2 separate regions of the Lactuca sativa genome follow, and region 2 is linked to region 1. A link is a contact called in public Hi-C data. All regions are on one chromosome and are shown on one strand. The core of a region is the stretch at or near the end of the contact, and the rest is flanking DNA. Distances in the headings are between cores, read along the strand shown. Region 1 holds the start of LOC111906707 (homeobox-DDT domain protein RLT2). Region 2 holds the start of LOC111906706 (receptor-like protein kinase HSL1).

Region 1 (2,559 bases), core at 21-2,520:
CAGCTGGAACCCTTCCACTTGCGGTTGCAACCATGGCTGGCACAGGGCGACCCGTATGCCCAAATGGGCTCGACCCGGAACCTGATCCACCAGAACCACCATGTTCATTAGGTAAACCCTCACCGGACACCATTACATCATCACCACCACCTCCACCACTACTAGATATTTCCTTCTTTGGTCGTTTAACAGGTGGAGTTTTTCTATCTTTTAACCTCCTGTGACAAAACCACATCTGTAATTGCCGATCGGTCAAACCCAACTGGACTGATAAATCTGCTCGAAGAGCTTCCGCTGGATATGCCTCGACTAGAAATTCAATCAAGTTTATGAAGTTACTGAATTGGAAGTGAGATGAAAACGAAGAGAGATTGTGAAGATTAGAAAGAAACACAAACCAGCGTAAGTTTTCTCGAGAATCTCCAACTGGAAAGCTGTCTTCATCTTCCTCTTCACCTTCGGCTCTCCTCCTTCAGCCGAATTTTTGTTCTCCCCTTCCGAACCACCGCCGCCATGGCCGCTAGCACCACCGTCCATTAGCTTAAGAAGATCGAAATCGCGAACTCCGTTTTGCAATTGAGGTCAAACCCAACACAGAAACCGGGTTAATTAGCAGCTAAAACATCAAAAAACACTTGATTCGACCAAATCGAAGTTCCTGGTTGAAAAACTAGGGTTTGTTGAGAGAGAATAGGCATCTGAAATTAGGGTATCGTCGAAGAAAAAGTAAAGACAATAAGTAAGAAGAAATTAACAAAAACTTTCTCTCTCACTATTACTTTCTCTCTCCACATATGATCTTGTAGCTAACATAATATTATCATCATGAAAGAGATGTGCGGTGAGATTTGAAGATTGACGAATTGTGATAATAATAAATGTATAAAAACAAAAGTAAATGTGTATGGTATTGTATTAATAATAATTAAAACTATTAACAGCAATACTATTTGTTCTTGGGTGTATGAATATGAAAATTGGAATTTTTTGCCATTAAAAGTAGAAGGAGAATGAACACCAAAAACAGTCTTTCTCTCTCTAATCCTTCCCATTTCCCCTCTCTCTCTAAAAACTTTTTCTGAATTTCTTCTTTCTTTTATCGAGAAACCGTAACGGGTAGTGGGGAAACAGAATTTTCTTCACGGAGATTCATGGGTGTAGATGGAGAGAGAAAGAGAGATCGAACCCATCATAAACAAAGGAAGAAAAGGAGTTTTTTTTTTTTTTTCTTTTAATTTTTTTTTATCTCTCTCCAAAGAGATTATGAAGTGTCAGATGACTTCCTACGTTTCTTGAACAACTCAAAACTCTGTCGTACAAGACGCTCGTCGGCCGCGCGTGGATTTGAACATGAAGACCTTTTCGTTGTTAATTTATAGTTTCTTGTTCTTAATTTTCGTTTTTATAATATTTAGTTTAATTTTTGTCTCGCTATACGATATACATGGGCGTAATTAACTTTATGCAATTTGATATGGAATTTTTTGATTTCAAATGAGAATGATTACTAACATTTCATAATACTAGAATTATGTTAGATATATATAAAATAAAATAAAAACAATTTGGTTAGGCTATAAATAATGGTCTATAATTTGTTTGTTTAAAAACTTTGTCACGATTAATGATACCTCAACTTTGCAACATCCGTACTAATACTTATTCTATTTAGAAAATATTGAATACTTCACATTATCTAAATATTTTTTTATTTTTTTTCGGACACTTAGTTTTAATAAATATACAAGGTTTTTAAAATAAAATTAAAATTTCATTAAACCAAATTAAAAGTTGAAAATAAAAATTACATTAAAAAAACTTTAAAATAACATAAAATTATAAATAACGTCACATGTAAATTAAAAATTACATTGAAACTTAAAGATTAAAATCGTTATACTTATCTTTCGTCTTGCGTTTGAGCTTGTTGAAAAGATCGAGTTAATGGAAGGTCCAGATGAGACGGCGTGTTTACTATTTTGAAGTCGTTGTCTGCGGTGTTGTACTCTAACTTTTTTTTGAAGAAAGTCAAGATGATCATCAAGTTTTTTCGAAAGCATTTGAACGAAATTTGGTTCCGTTTCAATGGATTTTTTTCCCTTGTCCCTTGTCGATGAAGATGTCGCATTTTTGCCATGTCCCTTTCCATTGGGCGTCGAAGAGTGACCCCTCTCAGTTCCTCATTATCATCATCATCTTCATTGAGGTCAATTCTCAAACCCGCTTCTAAGTCCGAAGTTCTCGCTCGTTTGTTGGAGTCGATGGATTGCATTTTCGAGTGACTAAGTGTACTCGGATCAAGGAACCATTTTGGGTCGGCAAGCATAACACACCAAGCTTTTTGATGGCCAAATGGTTTACCACCATGGGTGGTTTTGTATTCTTAAAGAGAGGTACTTAAAATATCGAAATCATTACACCTTTTACGATGCATGTTTGTCAGGTTGAAGCAAATTCCATTGAAACTTGTACAACTACTTCTTACCTCATGACATTTTCCGTTGACACCATCATAACTCTGATATTCACATTTTCCCATTTGCAAATAGAATGTGCTAG
Region 2 (2,559 bases), core at 20-2,519, 310 kb after region 1:
TTCATGTTTAATTTTTTTTGTTCTATCCAACCCGTATAACATACGGTCTCACAACTAGTGTTCATATTATAAAATTTTTGAATAATTCATGGCTTTGTACTTCGAAAGGAAACTTCATGAAAATATTAGTTTAAAGACAATTATACAAGACTTCAAAGACACCAAATAGTCGATAAGTTCCACTTCGATGAACATTTAAGAATATTTCATATTAAGTTTTTGTTTTGAAGGTTTAGTTTCACCCCTCTAATTCTACAGCTAGTGTATCGCTCATGTCCATTTGTAGATTTTTTTTCTCTTCTTTATCTTTTCTTTTCAAGATTCACATAGACTACAACAGGTAAAAGAGTTGAAGAATATTTGTCATAAATGAAAGAAATCATCAGTTGGTTGTTGGTTGGGAACTAAGTTGCAATGTCCCTCTTTTCCTCCAATGAAATGAAATGGAAAAAGACAAACCCATTGAGAATCAAAGGGTGTCCCTCGTATGTACCTTTCTTCGCAAATTTTATCTGTACACTATGGATTCATAATTGTACTTTTTTTTTTTTGGTTTATGCTCTTCGTTCAAGTGTTTATGATCACTGAAATGCCTATTATGAAATCGATAAGGAAGATTGAGATATAGAAAACCATATGATGCATTGGATGTTTGTACCTTTGGTAGTGATGATGACCACTTTAAATATTAAAAAAATAATAATAATTTGAATGATTACAGTCTTAAAGATTAATTTCATAACTTTGTTTTTGTTTTTCGTTTCAAACGTGATGTAAGAAAAAAAAATTCTCATTTTTTATGTATGGTATAAAGATTAAAGTCTAATGTAATTGTTGTTGTGGAATTTTGATTTATATATCTTTTATTATAATATTTTTATAAATTTTATTATTAAATAATTATTAATAAAATAAATTAATCTACTTAATTATTTTGTATAAATATAATATTTTTAAGGCAAATATATTACAAAGTAAAATTTGTTATTTACGTTGTTATATCTTATAAATTAATATCAGAATAAATTTTAATACGATATTATAAAAGACAAATATTACTGTTAAAATACCATTTAAATTTGAAATATGTGGAAATGTTAACACTAAAAAAATATCAATACTTTACTGTTCGCCAAACATTAAAATAGTATAAATGTGTATGAACATCAAGACTTTGAAATATTATTCAATATGCTCAAAATATATATTTTGTTTATATAGATATTAATTTTTAAATTGTCTATTTAAAACTATATTTAATAAACTAATTTGATGGTTGTTAGTAGTTGTCTTTCCCCGATCAATTATGCTTTTGTTTACTCTAAAGTCCCCCCTTCATTGAAAAACAACAATACACAAATTTTCACATCTCCTTGCCAAATCCTCCATTCCCACCATGCCACCGCCACCCCTGCCGTCGAGACCACCGCCGTCGCCACCTTCACTTCTATTGTTATGTCTCTTGCTATTATCAACCACCACCTCCCTCTCTTTGAACCAAGAAGGTCTTGATTTAATCCAAATAAAATCCACCCTCATCGATCCCAGTGGAATCCTCTCCGACTGGAACCCCGCCGACGACAAACCATGCAACTGGTTTGGCGTCACCTGCAGCCGCTCCACCGTCACTTCCATCGAACTCCCCTCCGCCTCCCTCGCCGGCCCATTTCCCATCGGTCTCTGCCGTCTACCTTCTTTATCTATCGTCTCGCTCAGCGACAACAGTCTCAACTCCACCATCCCCGCCACCATCTCCACCTGCCGCAACCTCACGTCTCTTGACCTCTCCGCAAACTATTTCGACGGTCTGCTTCCATCGACGCTCTCCGACATCCCAAACTTGGTTTATCTCAACCTGCAAGACAACAGCTTCTCCGGCGAAATCCCACGTAGTTTTGGATTGTTCCGGCGACTAGAATCACTCATTCTCATCAACAACTATCTGAATGGATCATTCCCTGTTATTCTCACAAACGTAACCACGCTTAAAGAACTCAGTGTTGCTTACAATTACTTTCTTCCTGCTCCAATTCCTCCTCAACTCGGAAACCTTTCCAACATCGAACATCTTTGGCTCAGTTCATGTAGCTTCGTCGGAACAATCCCGGAGACATTTTCGAAATTACAGAAGCTTTCTGATCTCGAATTATCTTACAATTCACTCACTGGTCCATTCCCAGCTGTCATTTTCCAACTCAGGAAACTCTACCAACTCGAGCTCTATAACAACTCACTTTCCGGCGATTTGCCAAAAAAGGATTGGTCAAACCTCCCCGAACTGAGAAAAATCGATCTGTCGGTGAATAGTTTCACCGGAACAATTCCGGTTGAGTTATGCAAATTGCCCCTCGAATCACTCTGTCTCGCTGATAATAAACTACAGGGTCTGATACCGGAAAGCTTAGCTCGATCTCCAAACTTGTATGATCTCAGATTATTCGACAATTCGTTAACTGGTCCTCTTCCCAGTGATCTCGGAAGCAATTCCTCTCTGAAAACACTTGATGTGTCGTTCAATAAACTCTTCGGTGAACTTCCGAGTAGCTTATGCGAAAAGGG

The links. A called contact is a pair of places that touch in the nucleus more often than the background predicts.
Region 2: a Hi-C map of leaf shows a contact between it and region 1, with 10 times the contacts expected there. The contact joins the promoter of LOC111906706 here to the promoter of LOC111906707 in region 1. A contact is called at or near these places in 3 of 4 Hi-C or Micro-C datasets (bud, leaf and seed).

Annotation. Positions count from the first base shown.
Region 1 is chr8:238,099,269-238,101,827 of Lsat_Salinas_v11, forward strand. It overlaps LOC111906707 (homeobox-DDT domain protein RLT2), which reads right to left and starts at 1,271. Exons shown (of 18, transcript XM_023902477.3): 1 at 399-1,271; 2 at 1-309. The coding sequence starts at 537.
Region 2 is chr8:238,404,958-238,407,516 of Lsat_Salinas_v11, forward strand. LOC111906706 (receptor-like protein kinase HSL1) reads left to right here and starts at 1,270. Exons shown (of 2, transcript XM_023902476.3): 1 at 1,270-2,559. The coding sequence starts at 1,397.